Regions from separate parts of the Triticum aestivum genome. Here region 1 is linked to region 2. A link is a contact called in public Hi-C data. All regions are on one chromosome and are shown on one strand. The core of a region is the stretch at or near the end of the contact, and the rest is flanking DNA. Distances in the headings are between cores, read along the strand shown. Region 1 holds the start of LOC123058634 (BEL1-like homeodomain protein 9). Region 2 has its middle 330 kb from the start of LOC123058634.

The links. A called contact is a pair of places that touch in the nucleus more often than the background predicts.
Region 1: a contact with region 2 is called in a Hi-C map of leaf, with 4 times the contacts expected there. The contact joins the promoter of LOC123058634 here to the enhancer-like site in region 2. A contact is called at or near these places in 2 of 5 Hi-C or Micro-C datasets (both in leaf).

The regions. Positions count from the first base shown.
Region 1 is chr1A:481,146,440-481,151,766 of IWGSC CS RefSeq v2.1, reverse strand. It overlaps LOC123058634 (BEL1-like homeodomain protein 9), which reads right to left and starts at 3,714. Exons shown (of 4, transcript XM_044481340.1): 1 at 2,442-3,714; 2 at 1,254-1,627; 3 at 1-6. The coding sequence starts at 3,125.
Region 2 is chr1A:480,818,289-480,823,684 of IWGSC CS RefSeq v2.1, reverse strand. No RefSeq gene overlaps it. Among protein-coding and RNA genes, the nearest start is that of LOC123058634, 330 kb to the left of the region's middle. Within about 2 kb of position 2,279, at least 6 of the 8 cell types and tissues checked have an H3K27ac peak or open chromatin away from gene starts, as enhancers often do. A contact at or near this core is called in leaf, where this site is marked.

The DNA of each region.
Region 1 (5,327 bases), core at 2,465-4,964, 330 kb before region 2:
GGGTACCTGGAAAGCACCAAGCATTAGAGGGATGGCAAATACAGAACCATTCGGGCAGGCAGCAACATCTTTACAGGTTAACTAGAAGCTTCGTAAAAAAACTGGACATTGTTTTGAAGTTACATTACGCCATTTAGACCTAAAAGCTAGCATGTCATTATGTGCTCTAGTCATTTAGGATATCTTATGACAACAAATTAGTTCAGTTAAGAAGTTTAGGAAAAATCACATTGTAAACTCAGGAACAGTAACTCACTCAAACCGGCATTTTATGAACACAGGTGTAGAAGTCTACACTAGGAAATATATAGGAAATAAAATAAGTGTGAAAGAACAAGTTTTTCTATAGTACACACTTATATTGCTAGTAACAAAATACAGAAAGCTGATAAAGCATGGATGCACCCTATTTGACATGTCTACTTCCTCCGTCTCATCTCATCTTCGGTTGTAATAACATCTTATATTACGAGACAGAGGGAGTATATGTTATTTGCAGTGCAGTCTCCATCAAATCATCAGATCGACGAGAATTGACCACCACTAACAAAAGCGGCAAAGATATAGTGACATCGTTTTTAGATTTGGTGCCTAGCCTATAAGTTAGATGCAAAGAGAGCCCACTGTTTAGTTGGTGTACAATCGTCAGAAACTAAATTTCAAGTGGGACCCATGCTGGAACCCCCCAAAAGACATGCATTTAATGATAGTTGAGCGTTCTTCTTATCATACGGTACCAATCGACAGTCGACACAGATCTAGTTTTACGGAAGGATTTCCCCCCACTTCTACAAAATTCCTTTTCTCCTGTTAGTTTTACGGAAGGATCCGCAATTTCAGTGGACAGTGGGTGCCCACGAAAATAAGATTTATAAACTTTCAGTAAAGCAAACGATCTGAAGCCATAGGTTTGCTTGTGCTTGCACACTATCTCAGGCATTTATCCCATGTCTCGGATCTATGAACGATGCTCACACTAGAAGGAATCGTTTGTTAGTTGCACTTGCAGCATATCATAATGGCATGTCATGTCACTGCTACCCTACTATGGGTATAAACATTCGCATTTGCCAGCTGCAGGTACAGCTAAGATACCATCGTAATTACTCCCTCCGTTCCATAATACTTGTCATGGTTTTAGTTCAAAGACAAGTATTACGGAATCAGAGGGAGTATATTTCAAGAACTGCATAGTGCAGCTCCATGTTATGAACACGAAATCAAATATGATGGAGGACATGCCATGTACTCACGGATGCAAGAAGTGCTCGAACAGCCAGGCGCGAAGGACCGACACCGCGCGCTCGGGGAGTCCCCTCTGAGGCCGCCAAATGTTGTGGGGCTGGCTGAACGTGTTGGCGTTGCTTCCCCTCATAAGGGCGGCGCCGCCGCCCATGATCCCGAAGTTGGCCATGTCTTCCTTGCCAAGGCTGTCTTTCCCGGCGGCCACCTTGCTGGTGTTGCGCAGCTGGCTCTGTATGGTGCTCTTGAGATACTTGAAATGCTTCGACATCGTCCGGAGAGCGATGGAGGCGAAGGGGGCGGCGTTGCTCAGCCCGGCGACGGTTTCGAACGAGGAGATCACGGCTTGGAGCTGCTGGTAGTATTGCCTGTATCGCTTGCAAACCTACAAGATTGTTGTGCTTGTGTTAGAACAGAGATAATAAGTGGGACTGCCTTAGTTGTTGCAGCCAATAAACACCTACAATCTTGGTAAGAAGTTGTACAGATGAGTTGTTTGAAAGAAACGGATTATCGTGTGTAGATGTGTGCACACTACCAGATCATATGTCACTTCAAAATTATTGACCTAGCTATGATTACATGAAGGGAAACAACTTTCCTGAGCTAAATTAAACCAGTGTGTACTATGCTTTTATGAAGAAAAAGCAAGAAGCTGGGACTACATGGACAGCAGAATCTTACAGCTTTACATCGATGAGTATAGAACCATGCTGAAAGAGGACAAACTCTAGGAATCTTAGAAAGCAGCAACTTGAATTTTTTTATGAAATAAAATTAGAGCATACTGTGGAATTTGGCTGTTCTAATTTCATGTTCATGAACCACTACTGTGTGCAACTTTTTGATCATCGACTCCAGATCAAGTTGCTGCTAGTTTTACAAGAAGACCAAAAGAAAATAATTGTTCAACACCAACAGTGCAACAATAAGTGAGGCATATAATAAGCAAAGAAATATATCCAAAAGAGCAGATATCATGATCCATACATATCAACCACCATCAAATCGAGAGCACAAGAAATAAGCTGTGGAACCACAGTGAATAAAGATTCACAAGCTGCATCCGTGATGTGACCATGAGATGTTGGTCAGATTCTTCTCCACGAAGAAGAAAATAATTATGACATGGGAACGGAAGAGAAAGATGCATGAAGAGAAGGGAATTTAGAGGCTACATAGTATGATTGATAACTCACTTCTTCCATGAGGGTGAGCCTAGTCTTCCTCCACTGCTGCTCGGCGCCGGAGACCGTGACGCCCTCAGCGGCAGCGCGGTCGCTGCTGTCCATCTCGTGGCCGACGTCGCCGGCGGCGTCCATGGCATCCAAGTCGAGCAACCCGTCGTCGGAGCAGCGGTCCAGCTGCGAGGGCCGGCCGCCGACGTCGCAGATCTCCTCCAGCAGCTTCTGCGCGGGGCCCAGGAACCTGGAGCGGCCGAGCACGGCTGCGTAGCCCGTGAAGGGGCCATACGGCCCGGTGGCACCGGCGAGGTGCCTCCGCTGCTGGGGCGGAGGGTTCGAGGAGGACGAGGAGAGCGAGAGCGCGAAGTTCTGGCTCGGGATCTGGGCTCCTGCCGGCATCCCGTGGACCAGGAGCTGGTTGTGGGCGTGCGCCAGCGTGGGGCTGTGCGGCGAGTAGGAGGAGGAGGAGGAGGCGTAGGAGTAGAAGGGCACCGTGGGCGGCGGCCAGGCGCCCGGCGTGGGCGAGGAGGAGTCCGCCGGGTCCGGCGGGAACCGCAGCTTCTCGCGGCGGCTATGCTGCGGCACGTGGTAGAGCTGCCCCGCGGCGGCCTGGCCAAGCAGCAGCTGGTGCTGGTGGTGCTGCTGATGCTGGTGCTGGTGCTCGGCGCCGCCCCCGTACCCGCCAGCGGCTGATGACATGGCGATGGCGGCGGCGCGGCCGTGTACGTGCGCGCGTACGTAGGTAAGCTCAGCTCGCCCAGCCTCGGAGGCCGCGCGACGTAGCTCGGTTACCTGGCTAGACGCCCTGGAGAGAGTAAGGGAGAGAGAAAGAGAGGGAGGGGTGGAGGACAGGAAGGGGGAGGGGAGATCGAGAAGGCAGCGGCTCCCGCACTTTGCGAGCGCCTGGCCGGGGGGGAGCACTGGCAGGGGTTCGTCGCCGCGCGCTCGATCGGCCGACCTGATCTGATGTCCCTCTGCTTTTGTGCGTTTTTGGTGGTGGCGTCGGGCTGGGTTCGGGTGGGGTGCCTTTCCTTTCTCTCTTTCTGCAAAGGTGCGCGCAGCAGCTAGGCTAGCCGCGGCAGAGGATGAGGCGAAGGAGGGAGGAGGGCGACGGGAAATGGTGAGCAGTGAAAGAGAAAGGCAGAAAGGGAGTTGGTGCTGGTCTGGTCTGCTCGTTCGTGTGAGTGAGTGAGGAAGAGGAGGTGGATGGACGAGATGGATGACCCGAGCGAGAGCGAGGGGAGAGCCAGGCTGCCTGCCAGGGGTAGTGGGTTTTGTACTTCCGGCGCCGGGCAGGAGGCTCTGCCAGGTTTTATGGACGCCGACGCCGAGGGAGCGGAGCGGTCCGTGGGTTTTTCCCCCGGTCTACATAGGAATAGTTCACTGGAGAAGATTTTCTCCTTTTATTTTGCGAGTCATTGAAGATTTTCTCATATCAATGGTGTCGACAAGATGATTTAATCTTGATTTTCTGTTGTCGGTGTGTACCCAACAAAACTCCACATAAAGATATCAGACGACTTAGACTTAAACAAAATCTAAGACAACTTAGATTTAACAAAACGATTTCCATTGAAATTTATGTCCCACAAGCTAAACAAAATAAGTGTCTTAATTTTGTACCAACTTTAGTATAAATTTGTACTAAGCTTGAGACACTTATCTTGGGACGGAGGGAGTATGTCATAGTAACAAATAAAACAATGTATTTGAAAATTCAACCAATTACTAATGTATATGTGGGGTGGTTTGTTTACTTGCGCATCATTATGTAACGATTATGCCCCGGAGAGAAAAGGCATAGAGGAGGAAAAGCTAATGAAATGACATGTGCATCAAGTTTGTTTAGCTTGTGGGACACACCAAAATATTATGCGATGTTAACGCCGATGAACATAGTGATAATGAGGTCCTTGAAAAAGAGATCTTAGCTTTTAAATCCACGAAACCTCTTTGTGGTAAGGCGCTTGAGAGGTTACAAGATCTCATGTCCTCTCTTAGTGGGATGTGAGAGATGCGCAGATGGGCCGAAGACCCTAAAAAAGGAGAATGTGAAGCACCTCGAGCATAATCATCACGAGAGAGCTACAAATAGAATTATTGACAAAAAAATCTCCTGCAAGAAAAGTGTTCCTTATGAAATGTCTCTAGAGGTGGCAAAACAAAATATAGCTTTGCAATAACTGAATGAAGCTGCACATGCAAAACTTAGTGGGGATTTTGAGTACCTTGTTAATGGCTACAATCTCGCCACGCGTGACCTCTTAAGACTCACCAAGTTACCTGAGGAACTTCAAGTCACACATTTGAACCTCCTAGCCATCCATTATTCATCTATTTTTATCGATTTTGTTGCTTGTGCTACAAACCACTACTGCGGATTGGGCCATGTAGTCTCCACTAAGTCATATGAGGATTTTCTCTTTTTTTGCGAATCATTGAAGATTTTCTCTCTTTCTTTTCCGAGTCACTCAAGATTTTCTCTTTATTTGCGAGCCACTGAAGATTCTCTCTCTGTTTTTGCGAGTCACTGAAGATTTTCTCGTATCAATGGAGTCAACCATATTATCTAATCTTGATTTTTGTTGTCGGTGTGTCAACCACATCACACGGGGATATCATATGACTTAGGACATCGACTTATACTTAAAAAAAATCTAAGGCAACTTAGATTTAACAAAACAATTGCCATTGAGATTTGTAGCTCTCATACTCATCAATTATATGTCATAGTAACGACAAAAACAATGTATTTGGAAATTCAAGTAATTAGTAATATATATATATATATATATATATATATATATATATATATATATATGTGTGTGTGTGTGTGTGTGTGTGTGTGGGGGGGGGGGGTGGTTTGTTTACTTGTGCATCATTATGGAACGGTTAGGCCCC
Region 2 (5,396 bases), core at 1,030-3,529:
TGGCCTTCTACTTGGCGGCTTGGGATTGGATAGGAGATGGCATCACCAATCCGGTAAGGCAATTCTGTGAAACTGGTGTTATGCCTAACCATATTTATTGTTTGTATTGCCTAAAATTGATAGTGATCAATTAAAACTTGTAACTGTGCATATTCACTCCCCTCTAGGTCAATCCCAATCATTTAAGACCCCCCCCCCCCAAGTTTATGCATCATTCTCACTGAAGCATGATGCACATCTACAATGTAAAGGAGCCTCCCCTAAATCCTAGACCAAAGTGGGGTGTAACAAAATGTGATTGATGTAACATGTAAGGCATCTTTGCACACTAAAGTGAGATAAAAACATGATAATCATGTAGCTTGATGTCACATGGTGGAGTGTGTGACATGGAATACAATTGAGAATTCATGCTTACATAGGTACTCCCTCTGTTTATTTTTTGTCTACATATAAATTTTTTTTGAAGTCAAACTTCTTAAAGTGTAACCAACTTTACAGGAAAAACTATCAACATCCATAATACAAAATTAATACCATTAGATGCATCATGAAATATTTTTTCATACTATATAACTTTTGTATTGTAGATGTTGATACTTTTTAATATAAATTCAGTCAAACTTTGCATAGTTTGACTTCAAACAAATCTTATATGCAGAGTAAAAGAAATAGAAGGACTAGTAAGCAAGGAGACCACAACAATGATACTCCCTCCATTTCAAAATATAGTGCGCCCGCGCTTTCTGAGGTTCAACTTTGACCATAAATTTAACCAACAAGACCAACTGCAGCGGGAGAAAAAATTATATAATTGAAAACTTCTTTCGAATACGAATTCACTGATATAATTTTTGCTCCCGCCGCAATCGGTCTTGGTAGTTAAATTTACTGTCAAATTTGAAGCACGGGGATAGAGGAAGCACTACATTGTGGAATGGAGGGAGTATAATAATGATGACATCAAAGCAACTTAAGCAACATCGCATGTAACCAAGCATTTTGAAGTAGGTCTCAATACTTAACATAGCAATAATAGTACTTGCAGCGAACCATGCTCTCACACATCTCAAGTCATATAGTACTTGGTACATAGGAAAAATAAAAGTCAAGAAAATTTAAAATAACTATTATTTAACCTTCGTTTGTACATCTTGTCAAGCACGTTTAGCTGGAAGCCTGGAAATAACCTTTTGTAGAGGATGAGATGTAGGCCTGCTACGACGATTTCATGTAACTTTTGGCGTATTTTGGTAAAGCTTGTGGCTAAACAAGGATCAAATCAGTTTCCTCCAGACATACAAAAAAAAAGATGACCAAATCAAACGATCCACTGTGGTCTTCAACATCACATGACCAAACCGAATCCATGGCAGACGGTCCGTGTTTGAAACTGCAACGACAGCAAAACATGGAGTGGTGTATAGCACTAGAGCCCGCATGTGGAGGCTGACACACAATAGTGCAATCCAAACGTGACGGGACCAAAACCTGAACAGATGACTTCGCCAACACCGAGGATGATCACTGTCACTGGTCCAAAACCGAAGCAGTTTAATCTACAGAGATCATGATCTCATGCCAACGCATTTTCCTCTTTGAACGCACGCGCGCGCGCACACACACTGTAGCGAACATATGGCTTGTCATGAAATTGTGGGCTGCTCTCGATGGGCACGTACGTGGTAGGCTCCTGGCTAGCAACGCATCGCATCTAGCAGACCCTGCCCTGAACCGGAGGTCCAAACTTGATGTGTTCCACGTGAAATTTGCACAAAAGGAAACGGTCGCATTCTGCAACCAAAAGAGCACCAAAAACGCCTCCAATTCCTGCTGATCAGAATAAAAACTTCATGGGTTCCAGACTGGAGTAGGCATTATTGGCTGTACTTCATTTGGATCTACGACAGAGGCAGGGAACTTTACCTTTGAAAAAATAAAGGGAAAAAATCTCGGCGGTACGATCCTGTTGACACCAGCAGTAGCGCGGATCAAATCGATACTCCTCCCGAGCCAAGATTAGATCGACAAATCATACGTACTGTACGACCCGCCATTAACGCTGCCCTAGAGCCGGGGCTCCCCATTGGCCGGCGCGTGCCGTGGTGCGGCGACCATTAATAATTGCGCCCGCTAGTAAACAAAACATCCCCGGCGCAGGCCCCCCTCCCCACCCCCCTCATCGACGCGACGTAACATAGCAAAGCCATGGCCCGCGGCCCATCTCCGTCACGAGACCGCATTGGCCCCCGACGCCGACACCCGGGGCCCCCGGCCCGTCCCGTCGTCCCCTTCCTCCCCTCTCTCCATCTCTCTCTCTCCGGCTCTCGTATCGTACCGCACGCACAGTAGCAGGTGGGGGGATTGTTACGTAGATTCCCCGGGATACGGGGGGCGCTACGGTCGTCACGTCGCCGGATTGTCAGTGAGGGGACGCGGCACGTGTCCAATCACCATACGGCGCATGCATCATCTCATCTCTCCGGGCGCCATCTCTCCGGGCGTAGATAGATAAGCCGCTAGGGCCCTGGATGCTACAGCTACGAGCTCAGTACGTACGCGAGATATACGGTGAGAAGAGGATTAAAAATCCAGCCGGGTTAGATACGCGGATGCAGGCCTAGGGCTACGCGGAGGTGACGTGGCTGCTGTTTCCATTTAACGTCACATCCACCCATCAGCACCAGCTAGCTAGCGGTACGAACGGCGAGTACCAGTACTGGACTGGGTGAAAGGAACCAGTCCTCCGTGGGTGAGCTTTTGTTGTTACTGTAGCCTTTCCTGTAGTGCCAATGTAGCCGCGCCTGCACCTGCAGGCCCGGGCAGGGCAGGCACCCATCGAGAGCTACGGAGCTCGGCATGCTTCCCATGGCTACCCGGGCTATGGCTACTTGGAGTAAAACAGGCGATCGATGATCCCCTACGGCATCGGGCACAGTGGTGCAACAGTGCCGTGGCACGTGGACGGGGCACTGTTGGAGCTTTCGTGCATGGCGTCAGGGCCTCAAGCATCTCGAGCCTAGCTCGTTCGTACCGGTGTGGTCAAGCTCGGCTCGTGGTCGATCGATGGGCGCAGCCGCAGAGCCATGCCATCATCATAAGTTCCCCGTTTTCGTGGTACGTACCGGGGCGAGCCATTATGACGTACGGTGCCCTCTCCTGCCTGGAGTTATTCTCACCGCGCCAAGCAAAGCACGGACGGGCCTGTGCCACCCCAGGTGCGTGCATGCATGCACGCATGCATGCGTGGATCAACTCATGCACCTTGCATGGAAGCTTTAATATTTTTTCATTCAAATTGAACCGGCTCGAGGGAAGGGAAGCCAAGCACGGACGGTCCTGTTTCGTCGTGACTGTCACTTTCAGCCTACGTATATAGGAGTTCCTAGCTCCGTCCTGTCAGGCGATCACGGATGACATCTTGCCTTCACAGCGTAAATGTCCGACCCGGCCGTATATACACTGCACGCATGCATGCATGTAGGCCATGCTTGTATGCGGTGCGCAGAAAAAACTCCCCTGATCGAGCGTCTCATCAGCTCCAAGCGGCCTCGGAGACCGGCCACGACGACCAACGGCAGCAGGCCGCGCCACCGTGCGCGCGCTGCGCTGTGCCTGCCGCGCTCGGTCCGTGTCGAGCACAGGGCGCGCGAGCACTGTTTGCTTTCTCCTCTCACTCTCACCCCCAGTGCATGCCCCAGTGCCGGGCCATCGCGCCATTTGTCTTGCGCGGCAGAGGAGAGTGCAGACACTGGCCCGGGCGCACGTTTGGTTCGGGACTCCATCTCGTGAATGGATGTGTAGGCACTGCGACGTGATCTTTTGCTTCAATGGGCAGCCAGGCAAAAAGATCTACTCCTAGCTAGGACCAAGATCACCGAGAGAGGGAGATGATGCATGGGACGGGAAGCAGAAGGCGCCCGAGTTTCCCGTCGAGCCCATGACACGACCTCCCAGGGAGGAGGGCAGGGCCATGGGGTCCGTGTCCTTGTCATTGCGTGTGTGTGTTCATATGCATGCCGAACAAGACCCCACGTGTGAGCACGTTGTACGGGCGCCTAGCGCACAGCAGGAAGAGGAGGCCGTAATGATCGGTCGATGACTGTGGCGATGGAGGGAGTGAGGGAGGCAGGCATGGCTCGTGGGACCCCCACGCTTCCCGGTGATCAGTGTACGTGCATGACAGGGGACGGAGACCGCATAAAAAGCTTTGCTCGCTGCATGATAGGATATGGGCACCTTTGGGTTGGGGTTCCTCACATCACATGTGCGCGCACCACTACGGCACTACGCTTTGAACTAGTTGTACACGGCTAGTGGCAACAATTTGCATCGACGTCGCATCTAGTCTTAATACCAACGATCAAATCCTGTCAAAGATATCATAGGTTTTTGTTCAGTTCTTTATGTGTGTGTGAGAGAGAGAGAGAGAAATTGTACCACGCTCACGTAGAGTATTTGTGACAAGTGATAACTGAGACGGGTTAAAGTTCCGAGGCTCCAATCTTAAAAACTGGGTATCTTTCTGACGTCTCTGGCGCCCTGAGGTCCATCCATCCATCTCTTTCTTTTTTGCCTGGTGTAAGAAATTGACTGTGTGTATGTACGCGGTTGGCTCGGACAGATGTTCGGTAATCATGCATGTCGTGCTGTCTAATCGGAGCCAGTAATTCTCGGCAGAAATCACAGATTTGACCTGAGGCAGAAATCAAATCACAAACTGAGCTGTTCACGAAAAAATTTCGCTCTGCTGACCCTTCGGTGTGGCGCCCGACAGCTGGGCGCCGCACCCTACTGTGCAGCGCCTCTCCCTTAGGCGTCGCACATCCTGCCAGCGTGGCAGCCCTGGTCCAGTTGCGGCCCCACACGCACCTGTGCAGCGCCTAAGAGCTAGGCGCCACACTTTGACGTGCAGCGCCTAGCCCTTGGGCGCTGCACAGTGACTTAAGCGCGGCCGCCCCAGCCCGACCAGGCAGTTCTTCGTCTCTCCGCTCTCTGGACAGAGAGCGGCGGCGGCGGCGCCCCTATCTAATCCCCCCACATCCCTCTCAGATCTGAAGATTTGATCCGTGGATTCGATCCCCAATCCATCCTACTAGGTAAACTCTTCCCTTCTCTTTATTTTGCTCCGTAAATTTGTTGCCATTCTAGGATTTGTCCATGATTTGATGGAACCCTTGATTTGTTTGGTTTGCTCGATTTAGGATGTGTATTCATATTGGTAGTACCGTAGTGTCATTTATTAGTTCACAATATATGATTCTTGTTGTTGAAACCCTAGATTGTTTAGTTTTTTTAGATATATATGAGATGCCTGTTGATTTTTGTAGACATATATGAGAAGTTTGTTTAGATATATATTAGATGTTCAGTTTATTTCAAATATTAGATGTTGA